2 separate regions of the Mus musculus genome follow, and region 2 is linked to region 1. The links are chromatin contacts, called in public promoter capture Hi-C maps. All regions are on one chromosome and are shown on one strand. Each heading gives the region's core, a stretch centred on a gene start, on an enhancer-like site or on the middle of the called end of the contact. The rest is flanking DNA. Distances are from core to core; before and after follow the strand shown. Region 1 overlaps Xylt1 (xylosyltransferase 1). Region 2 holds the start of Smg1 (SMG1 homolog, phosphatidylinositol 3-kinase-related kinase (C. elegans)).

Region 1 (5,853 bases), core at 1,594-4,093:
TCCCTGTGGTTGCACTTGATAAACAGAAGGCTGATGGAGGGTTTTGAAGAAATGCCCTGACCATGATAACGAGGCCTCACAATGCCAAATGGGCAAAACCCACCATGTATCTGCAAGTATGTATGTGTGTATATGTACATGTGTGTCTGTGTCTATATGTTTGTATATATGTGTATATATCTGTATGTAAGTGTGTATGTACATATGTGTATGTGTCTGTATGTATGTTTGAGTATGTGTATATTTCTGTGTGTTTGCATTTGCATGTGTGTATAGAGGTGTGTGTGTTCATATGTGTTTGCGTGTGCTGTTTTATGTCAACTTGACACATGTTTGAGTCATTTAGGAAGAGGGTCTCTCAAATGAGAAAATGTTCCCATCAGATTGGCCTATGAGCAAGCTTGTTGCAGTTTTTCTTGATTAACGACTGCCATGAGGACCCACCCAGCTCACTGCACTCCTTGGCACATGGTCTTGAGGTCTATATAAGGAAGCAAGTTGAGCAAGCCAAGGGGAGAAAGCCAGTAAGCACTGATGCTCCATGCCATCTGCTTCAATTCCAACCTCTAGGCTCCTACACTGAGTTCCTGCCCTGACTTCCATTCATGAAGGACCATGATCAGGGTGGGTAAGCTGAAATAAACCCCTTTTATCCCCAAGTTGCTTTGTGCCATGGTGTTTAATCATAGCAATAGAAATGCAAACTAAAAACAAAAAATGTTCGTATATACATCTATTTGTATCTGGTTTGTTTGTCTGTATATATGTATATTTGTGTGTGTGTATGTTCATGTAAGTACATAGGAAAAATATGTGTGTGTATGTGTGTGTGTATATATATATGTATATATATATATATATATATATATATATATATATATATATGTATATATATATATATATATATATGCATGTGCCTGTGGAAGCCAGAAGTCAACCTCAACTGTTAACTATGGTCCTCATGTGTCCTGGTTGTTTTGTTTGCTTGCTTGTTTGTTTGTTTGTTTATTGTCAAGTTGACACATTCTAAATTCATCTGAGGAGAGAAAAACACAATTGCGAACACGACTCCATTAGAGTGACCTGTGGACATGCCTGTGGAACATTTGATTAATAGAACATTGATATGGAAGGTTTGGCCCACTGTGGACAGTGCCCTGTCTGGCCACTGGTTGTACAAGAAAGGAAACCAAGCAAGCCATGGGCAACAAGCCCGTAAACAGCAAGTGTTCCTTCCTGGCCTGGGCTTCAGTTTCTGCCTTCAAGTTCCTGTCCTGTTTAAGTTCCTGCCCTGATGTCACTCAGTGTTGGAGTGTGCCCTTTCCTCGCCACATTACTTTGGTCATAGTGTTTATCACACCAATAAAAACCCTAGCTAAGACGATGGCATGCATGGTAAACACTTTATCAACTGAGCCATCCTGGAAGCCCTGAAAATTGGCTTGTGACCAGCAGATGAAAATGCCTCTTGGTTGGCACTAGTTCTGAGGGCTGGTGCTGTCCTGGAACTCTTTAACAGCTTATAGCTGTTCCAATCTCTAACAGCTTATAGCCAGAAGGGACAACTGAGGTGCATGCATTGGGCTCATCACAGGAGGGCGATCAGATGCCTACCTGGATTTGTGTAGTAGCTGGAAGCTGAGGATAGAAGTTAAATGGAAGCTCCGGGACCTTGAAGGCCCCTAATGGAGAGCTTCATCCTGAAGACTGATAGACACAGCTAATTCAGCCTGTGACCCAGGCAACCCACAGCTGACAGGCAGAAGGAGCATCAATGAGAAGGACATTTTCCTCTCAGCACTGTACTCTTACAATGTCCACTCAGACTTCCTGAATGGGCCTCGCAATGGGGATCGTGAGCTCCCTGCTGTGGCAGGCTGCATTCTTAATTGGCAGGTGGCAAGAGCAAACTAGCTTCTGTCACCTTGACTTTCAGGGCACAGGTGAAAAGGAATCCAAAACTGAGTTGTTCCCCACAGCTGCTGGATTTGAGGGCCTGTATCATACTGGGAGAGTTCACCTTCTTAAGGCCACCCCAAAGCCTAAGTCCAAGGCGACCCTTCACATGACAGATCACGTGTATAGCACTGGTGGGGTGTAGAGGGAACAGGGTACAACACTGAGGCCCCTGTGAAGTGGACTAGGTGAATAAGTGCGGGACACATACACGTGCTCTACAAATACACACACATCACACACATTCATGTGCTCCACAAATATACATGCATGCTCTACACACTAACTCCTCACACACATACCGAGGATTCCAGAACCCATGGCTTGCCTCTGCCTGGACTCAAGCACATTCCCCACTCTATAGGCAGAAACCAGAGTAAAACCTATGTAAACAGATTAGGCACCATGGAGACTAACTGCCAATCTAACATCCAGGGCTCCGGGAGGATAAAAAAACAAAACAAAACAAAACTAAACTAGAAAAAAAAAAACAAAAAAACAAAAAAAAAGCAAAAAACAACAACAAAAAAAAACTCTTTGAGATTAGCAATTTTAGGGGAGAGGTGAAGAAGGCATTGTAAGAGCTGAAAACATCGAAGTTCATTTGGGACTTTGATGGGAAGTCAGTGGTCTCATTGCCAGCTGCCATGTTGGAAGGATAGCTCAGTGGAATAGCATCCTGCCAGTCCAGTGTGACTTTCTTTCTTAGACAAGGCCCACTAGACAGAGACTGGGTGTATCTACAGCAACAATGTTTAATCATTTTCTTCATGTTTCCCTTTGCCTCCATCTTCTGCCTTCACACAGAACTTGGTGCTTCCCCAGGGGCCCTGCCTGGTGTGTTGACTTCCCGTTTCTAAGGTAACAGAGAATAACACTCCTCTCTGAACTGTCACTCAAGGCTCAGTACAAACGGAGACCCAGGCTCAAGGGCAGACCCACGGGTAGCTCTTGTTATGAACACCCTGCTTTCTCTGCACCCCACCCCCCACTCCTGAGATTCATTCAGTGCCCACAGGAAGCCTCAACACACGTCCTACGAAATGAATCATTATATTTCTAGTCTGTTTTTTGAAGGGAGAGCATCTCTGCCTCATCATGACAGAACAGAAGCTTAGTGAGTCTGCAGACAGGAATACACAGTCAAGAAGACATCTGCTCTGGTGCGGGGAGGCCCCATTGTGGTATGGTGCCGGCTCTGTGTCGTAACTGTGCCATGGTGAGGGGAAGTGTGTATGCCAATAAAACTTTATTAACAAAAACAGACATAGGGCCAGATTCACCCATCTCTGCAGGTCCATGTGATACAATGGACTTTCAGTTCTGGAGTGAACATACTGAGGAGCTAATAAAACAGACAAAGTTTAAGTGGAGGTGACGCTCAGTGCCCCCTGCCTTATTTTTTCTGTCTGTGGTAGTGTGAGCCTAGGCCCCTGTGCAGCTAGGCAAGAGCAGTACCACCAAGCTATAGCCCAAGACCTCTTTTTACTTTACATTTTTAAGACAGAATCTCACTAAGCTACCCAGGCTGGCTTCAAACTTTCTCTGTAGCTCAGAACTTGGGACTTGTGATCTTATCTCAGTGGCCCGAGACCTTCAGGTATGTGTCACCAGGCCCTGGCCATTGCATGTTCCATTTTAAATAGCATTCATTGATTCAGTGCAAATGCTGTACAAAAAAAAGTTATGGTAAAAATGAACAAAAAGTTATGCAAGGGAGAATTTAATTCAGTGACCCTTTCCTTTGTACTGGAAGTTGAAGCAGGGGACTAGCAAGAAGGCTCAGTTGGTAAGGATGCTTGCTAGGCCTAAAGCTCCAAGCTCCGTCCCAGGATCCACACACTGAAAGGAAAAAACTGATTGTTACAATCTGTCCTCTGACTTCTACACGCAGGCTCTAGCACTTGCATCCAGTGCCCACACAAACAAACAAACAAATATACACATGTATTTATTTTATGTCTATAAGCCTTCTGCTTGCATATATGTCTGTGTACCACATGCATAGTTGTAAGTTACCATGTAGGTGCTGGGAATTGAACCTAGATCCTCTGAAAGAGGAACCAGTGAGCTTAAGTACTCCAGCTCCTAAAATAAGTATAATTTTGAAAATTGAGGGAAAGGACCCTGCTCCCTTCGATATAAGTGTGAAAAGCCTTTGGTCAATTTGTGGGAAGACCACTCCAGGGAAATCTAGAGCCACAGAAGGACCTCACTGAGCAGTTCCCCACCCAGGTCTCGGCAAGACTCTCTGGCTAAATAGTTGCACTTGTGATCTATCTACATTAGCACAAACCAGAGTATTAGTACTAGTATTAGTATTATTCCATTCAACAAGAGGCTCAGCCATGCACCAAGTTTATTCAAAGCAACAAACTACCATTTCATGGCTTGCTTTTTTGTTTTTGTAGAATCAAACTTTGAATTTTATAAAGAAATAATAAGGTGAATTTAGGTGTACATATAAGACACATGATTCCAAATTATAGTTTTATCCAAAATTTAGTAATGCTAGAGTCATATGGTTACAATTTTTAGCTTTGTATTTTCAAATAACTACAGACTCTATACACTTAATTTTTTTTAATTAGCTTTGGAGGTATAGATAATGTAATTTCCTTCTTCCCTTCCTTCTCTACTTCTCTACTTCCTGAGCTACACCCAGCCCTCTAATGTCAAATGATTAGTGATGTGTTTATAAAAAGAAAAAGAGGGAGGTATGTTCTATGGGGGTGTGGTGAGGTATCAGGGAAGGGGATGTCTCAGCAAGCTCATGCTGAGGCACCACTTAAGCCTGAGGGACCAGCCACATGACAGTATAGTATAGAATAGAGTTTATTCAGGGCATGGGGAGGGGAGTTAGGAGGATAGTAGAGTCAGAGAAAGGCAGAGAGAGGGAGAGAGTAGAGAAGTAGAGGCTGGCCATGGCCACATAGCTCAAGTAGCAGAAGCCAGGTTGCCACCCAGGTCACCTTCATCTGAAAACCTTCCATTGATGACCGTCCATTACCACGATCATGTCACGTCTTTTTATCATTCTTTGTAAAGTTAAGCCCCACCCATCCAGAGAAATGGGAGGGGCTAATTATTCCGATTTCCTACTGTTCTAGCATAGGGTGGGACTGCCCCACAGACCCCTGTTCACTGTGTTGTGTTTGGAAAGGGCAGCTAAAGCCCAGTTAAGAGCTGTGAACTCGGCGGAGAAGCAAATGTCAACCCAGAACACCAATTTACTGCATGAATTGGTCTCTCCTTCAACAGCTAAATCTCTCAGCCAGTATGCAAAGCTGAGGGTGCGGGGAGAGCTGGCCCCAGCCACATCCCTTCAGCTCTGGGTCCTGTACAGACTCCTGGAACAGACAGCAGGCAACAGCTCTTGGACAACTTCAACACATGCACCCACCCCTCCCCCACCCTGGAAGGCCATCCTCTGTTTTACTTTAACTTCATCAACAGATCACCTCAAGAGAGCAAGCTTCCATTAAGTACGAGGATTCCATGAAAAGCACGTGAGTGGTGAATTTTGAACTTAACAGAATACTTGTACCCATGTCTCTCATAGATTTTCATGCTCCACGATTTCTTTTTTTTTTGCCCCATATAATATAATCTGTTCATGATTTCCCCTCTCCTGGTGTCTCCCACATCCCCCACTCCCACCCCACCCCCAACTCCAGTCCTCTTGCTCTTTGGAAAACAAACAGGCAAATAGAAAACGCAAACAAAATAGAATTTTAAAAAAGAAAGAGAGAAAAGGGAAAGCACACACACACACACACACACACACACACACACACACATTAAAAAGCAAGAAAACACAAAATTGGATGTCATAAAATATAAGCACTAGATGCAACCCATTCCTGACACATGTAGCTTTACTTGGTGACAAACAAC
Region 2 (5,853 bases), core at 1,486-3,985, 810 kb before region 1:
ATATTAGAATGTACTAAGGACTGGGGCTGGAGAGATGGCTCAACAGTTCAGAATATGTACCCCATCTATATATTCTTATTATGTAGTCTGGCTGTCCTGGAACTCTCTGTATAGACTCACACTCACAGAGATTTCCCTGCCTCTGTCTCCGATTCCCCAGCTTAAAGGTGTACTTTACAATACAGGGCTCAAGAACATACACTGCTCTTACAGAGGACCTGAGTTTGGTTCCCAGCACCCACTGGCTGGCTCCAAACTGCCTATAACTCCGGTTCCAGGAGATCCAACGTTCTCTTTGGACTAATAGTACCCTATTAGTATTTGCTACTCCCCACTCCTATAATTAAGAATAAAATACTTAAAAAATACTAGATTATGTGTTTATCATTGCTTCTATAATTAAACATATAAGTAACAAAACAAGAATACCTTCTAAAAATCCAGGCATGGGGCTGGAGAAATGGCTCAGCGGTGTTCTTACACCGGTTTCTCTTCCAGAGGTCCTGAGTTCAATTCCCAGAAACCACACGGTAGCTTAAAACCATCTGTAATGGGATCTGATTGATTCCCTCTTCTGGTATGTCTAATGACAGCCACAGTGTACTCATATAAATAAAATAAATAAATCTTTAAAAAAAAGGCAAAACCAGGCATAATGGCACATGCCTGTAAATCCAGCACCCAAGAGGCAGATGCAGGAGAGTTATGAGTTGGAGCCCAGCTGTGCTTTTTAACTTATGCACCTGGTGGGTCCCTTCCTTGTATCCTTTTTTCAGTGAGAAGTAAATTGGCATTTATGAAGATGCCCAGAGCAATTTCAGTATGGAAGCAATCTTATTGAAGTAACGATCATTATTTTACAGCACTGGCGATTGAACAGGAGGCCTCAAACATGGTAGGTGACCAAACTGCTGCAACACTGAACTACTTTCCAGCTCCATTATTGATTTTTTTTTTTTTACAGTAGGTTGGTGACCAGGCCTGGGTCTGGCCAATTCCTTGTGGGAATTTCTGTCTTGAGTCAAAGATCGTATTTTTCAGAAGACTTTCCCCCCACTTCTTCTGCAATGGTGGGCAATGTGGGTGGCAGAAAGAGAAAAAAAATCATTTGATTGTCTTTTGGAATAGCAGGATCCTCCTTCATTGACGGATTTGTGGGCATACTCAGGATCAGATGGTGGAAAAATGTAAGGGATATACTCATAGGGAGATATCGCCTGATAATTAAGTACTTTAGTGATAGTTTTATTTCTTGGGGGTTGGGTAGGCAGTGTCCCATGTAGGCCAGGTTTGCGGAAGGTGAGCCTGAACAACTTCCGGTTTCCATTTCTTGAATGCTAGGGTTACAGACACATCGTCATGCTGCATTTATGGGGTGCTGGGGATGGAACCCAGTGATTCGTGCTTGCTCCTGCTTTGAGCATTCTACTTTCTGAGCCATGTCCTTGGTAACAATTTTGAATTACTTAAGTGATGTATACATACTTCTCTTGTGAGGCAAAACGATGGATGGCCTAAAAACTTTATGTGGAAAAGGTTTAAATACTTGCTTGATGTGTATCTCGGCTATTTTTAAAGTTGAGCCTGCAGCTAGGGAGATAGCTCAGTCATTAAAGTGCTTGCCCCGCACACACGAGAAACCACCTGAAAAAAAGCCAGAAATGGTGTCACCGTTTGTAAAGCCAGCGTTGAGGAAACAGAAGATTCGTGGGGCTCTCTGGCCAGCTAGTGAGAGAGAGACCTTGCCTCAAAATACATGGTAGCTGGAGGCTTATGAGCAACACTTGAGGTTGTTCTCTGTACTTCACATGTAAACACGCACACAAAGGAGTATATTGCGTTCACATAATGTGCCCAGTGCTTTATCGAATTCTTTCAGGAGAGTGTGGGTAACAGGCCTCTTACTACTAGAAGGAACCAGATTACAGAGCACAGTTCATGGGGCAGGAAGCAGGCGTTGTTTTTCACTTTTGGAAAATATGTACCAGGACTGCATGACATTTCAGGTAGGGGTTGAAAAGGTGTCGCTTTCACTTCCCCTTCCTCGATTTTACTATTCTGACTTTTTCCCTTAAGACGGTGGCAGGCAGGTGGACGCACGTGAGCGCCAAGGGCACATCTGTGTGCGCGCATTAGCGCTCAAGGGCACGCTCCCCCTCCTGTCCTCCATTGGACGCCTGTTCACACCTGACTGCCGGTCCTCCGAGTGTATGGGAGGGCGTGTGTGGACCCGGGGTGGAGATCCCCTCTCCCATGATGCCCCGCGACGAGTCCACATTGCTCTCTACCACCCGCAGACAGAGCTGCTGCTCAGGAGGCCCAGGGAGGTCCGCTCGGGTCCCTGCTCTCCAGTAGTTCTCGCCTTCTCCTCAAAGCCCCACCCCTTTTAGCTACGCGAACGCGGACCTCGCCTTGAAGTCTAGGCTCTCAGAACTCCAGTGCCTCTCGAGCAGGTCCCGCCTTTTGACTTTCGCCCCTCCCCTCTCCAGGTTCAGCAGCCACAGACCACGCCCCAACTAGTCCCGCCCTTCTTCTCCAGGCTTGGGGCGCGCCGGCACCGCCCCTCCTAGGTGACCCTACCCCTGTCATAAGCCCCGCCTCTAGTCCATATTCTGTGACCAATAGCCCCGCCTTTCACCCCGAGCCCCGCCCCTCTCCAGGCTCCTAGGGCGCCGGCACCGCCCCTCGCTCCCAGCATGCCGTGCGGCAGCGGCGGCGCGGCGGGCGGAGCCGGGAGGCGGGGAAGCCGTGGCCGTGTGAGCGTGAGGAGCCGCCGCCACCGCCTCCTCGCTGTCCTCGTCCTCCTGGGCCCCAGCGTCGCGGGCCGCGCGCTGCCCTGGAAGAGACGTCGCCTCGCCTGCCTCCGCCTCCCCCTCGCCGCGCCGCTCCCGCCTCCTGCTCCTGCGTTGCGGGCTCCAGCGGAACCCGGAACGGCCGTCCGCCTCCCCCGCCCTCCGCCGCCCCCTCCGCGGCTTCCTCCTCAGCCCCGGGCCAGATCGCAGTGTCGGCGGCGGCCGGTTCAGGCGGCGACTCGCGCTTCTTCGGGCGGCGGCGCTTGGCCATGTCGTGTCGGGGAAGGTAATGAGCCGCAGAGCCCCGGGGTCTCGGCTGAGCAGCGGCGGCGGCGGCACCAAGTACCCGCGGAGCTGGAATGACTGGCAACCCAGGTGGGTGACCGCGTCGAGCCTCGCCTGGAGCTGGCCGAGGCCTAGGCCCGCGGGACTGGGAGGCGCGGCCTAGGCCCGCGGTCCCTGGAGCCGGGCGCGGCTTCCTGGGTGTCCTCCGGGCCTGGTCCGGCAGGAAAGCTGCGGGCAGCGGAGGCCTCTGTGCCCGGCTGGCCGCCTCAGCCGGATGGCTGGAGCAGTGGCTCTGAGCTTGGGTGGAGGAGGACGTTCCACTGCCGTCTAACTCCAAGTTGAGATTTGAGGTCCAGGAACCCTCCCTGTTACCTATTAACTTCCTCGGCTCCGCGTCCAGTCCTCATGCCAAAGACCACCTTAACTCTGCGTCCTTCTGGACTCCCACGTGTTAATTAATGTATTTTAAAAGCTGAGAACTCTACCGAGGTCTTCCTCTGACTTTAGACAGGATGTTAGTCGACCAAAAGATGAGATTATGGGACTGTGAATGAAATCGACACAATCAGGCACTGGGGCATTTTAAGTTTTCCCCAACTGCAGAAATAGTTTTTCTGGAAACAGTAATTTCCCAGGGCGCTTTGGAGTGAATTTGTATTCTCAGGAGTAGAGAAATTTCGTTTTGCATGAAGGAATTGGAGTCTGGTTGGATTTAAAATATTAAGAGAAAAATACGAAAGAAAAACTATTTCTAGTCAGTTCTTTCTGATTATGGACTGGTTATACTTAATGTAGGTTCCCATTCTTTGCTGAGTAAAGGCTTCAAGTATTCAGAGACTACTTGAGCTTTAACAGTGCCTAGGACTTCCTAAATGTATAAAACCTGTCTTTCAGTAGAAGTTGATGTATTCTTTGAAGTACACTCCGTTGTTCAGAATGGCCACGTGAATGGAAAGCGTACACTTTTTGGTGTTGGTCTTGCTTTCTAGTAGATCCTCCTAATTTCAGAACAGCTTGGAAGTGGAGTATTTTAGAAGTTAGTGTGTTACATTTTAAGAGTTGGTAGAGAAATTAAAATGCTCTTTGGCTAATAGGGGTACACTTATTTTGTTTAACGTGCATTCCTAAACATTGTGTCTCTTGAGAACTGATGTTTGTGACTAAATGATTGTAAAAACGAATGCCTAAGTCTAGATTTGAGATTTGAAGCAGTTATAAGGAGTGTTTGCAAAATCATCGCTTTGACTTGCCCTGCATGAAGGTTTGTGCAGTGCGTTAAATAAAACAAGTTGACATTCTTTTCATTGACATGCTTTGATTTCACTGTTATTGAAATGTGTGAGGTTTGATTTTAAGCAGCTGACACATTAGGTGATAAATGAACTTGAATTTGACTTTTGATAGAGCTCTTATTTAAAAATGGATTCTACAGCTGGCTATGGTGGTGCACACTTTTAATCCCAGCACTTGGGAGGCAGAGGCAGGTGGCTTCCTGAGAGTTTGAGTCCAGCCTGGTCTGAGTTCCAAGACAGCCAAGATAAACCCTTGTCTCCTGTCTCGGAAAACAATGGATTCTACTATATTTTAGCATATTATGACCTGTATACACACACACACACACACACACACACACACACGCACACACAAAAACACACACAGAGCAGAATGGCTTATATAGTTAAGGAATATGTGCATAGGTTGTTAGTTAATGTCACCTATGTTTCAAATATTTTTGTTTCTTGGCATAGTGAGGGTGTATGGGGAAAGGATGAAAACTTTCTATGAGCTCTGATTGAATTCTTGGATAGAGAGTACGACTATGATGAGGTGCACACGTGGGTTTATGGAGTACAAGGCAGGAGTACTTGCTTTCTAGAGGAAACAGGAATATACACATACCTCATAGCAAACTTGGTTTATTTGTAACATGGTCAGGATTGATATGCTAAATAGCCAGTGGAAAAAAACTCAAGTTTGTAGGTCATAATTTTCATAGTAAAAGTTGAAGTCATTCTCTCTCAGAAAGATGAATAGCTAATGATAGAATGGAGACACCCCCCCCCCCAAACACACCTTGGCCAAGTGCTTTTTCCAAATATTTTCTCTATGTACTTACATAGAGACTATAGTTTATTCAAATATTAAAAAAAATCTTTTATTTATCTGTGTGGTCATGTCTGCCACAATGAGCCATGAGTGGGTGAGTGAATAGAGATCAGAGGACCACACATAGTCTGTTTTCTTTTTCTGCCATGTGGATTCTGTCAATTTAACTCAGGTCATCAGGCTTGGCAGCAAGTGCTGAGGAGCCATCTTGCTGACCCTTGAATCTTTTTTTTTTTTTTTTTTTTTTTTAAGATTTGTTTATTTATTATATGTAGGTACACTATCTTCAGACACTCCAGAAGAGGGCGTCAGATCTCGTTACGGATGGTTATGAGCCACCATGTGGTTGCTGGGATTTGAACTCTGGACCTCTGGAAGAGCAGTCGGGTGCTCTTACCCACTGAGCCATCTCACCAGCCCTGACCCTTGAATCTTAAAAAAAAAAAAAAAAATTACTAGTTTTATGTGTATTTACATGTGCCCATAGTTTATGTATGTACACCATGGGTGTGGTAGGAGCCAGGAGAAGTTTGGTGATGAGGGAGTTAGGTCTCTGGACTGAAGTTACTGGCAGTTGTGAGTCATCATGTGGGTGCTGGTAACCAAACTCTAGTCATCTGTAAGATCAGCAGCTGCTGAGTTCTCTTTCTAGGCCATCTTCTTCTTTTTT

Evidence for each region. Promoter capture Hi-C pulls out the DNA fragments that hold promoters and counts their contacts.
Region 2: a contact with region 1 is called in a promoter capture Hi-C map of hematopoietic stem and progenitor cells, with 2.8 times the contacts expected there. The contact joins the promoter of Smg1 here to the enhancer-like site in region 1. A contact is called at or near these places in 2 of 39 promoter capture datasets (hematopoietic stem and progenitor cells and pre-B cells), 1 of 484 Hi-C or Micro-C datasets (CD4 T cells), 2 of 115 datasets of contacts at active chromatin or transcription factors (Th17 cells and embryonic stem cells) and 1 of 9 other capture datasets (liver).

What each region holds. Positions count from the first base shown.
Region 1 is chr7:117,426,086-117,431,938 of GRCm38.p6, reverse strand. The region is part of intron 1 of Xylt1 (xylosyltransferase 1); the gene reads right to left. Among named protein-coding and RNA genes, the nearest start is that of Xylt1, 48 kb to the right of the region's middle. Within about 2 kb of position 2,843, at least 152 of the 459 cell types and tissues checked have an H3K27ac peak or open chromatin away from gene starts, as enhancers often do. A contact at or near this core is called in Th17 cells and hematopoietic stem and progenitor cells, where this site is marked.
Region 2 is chr7:118,240,519-118,246,371 of GRCm38.p6, reverse strand. Smg1 (SMG1 homolog, phosphatidylinositol 3-kinase-related kinase (C. elegans)) reads left to right here and starts at 2,735. Exons shown (of 63, transcript NM_001031814.1): 1 at 2,735-3,167. The coding sequence starts at 3,082. 4930583K01Rik (RIKEN cDNA 4930583K01 gene) reads right to left here and starts at 2,465. Exons shown (of 2, transcript NR_027879.1): 1 at 2,407-2,465; 2 at 821-1,644.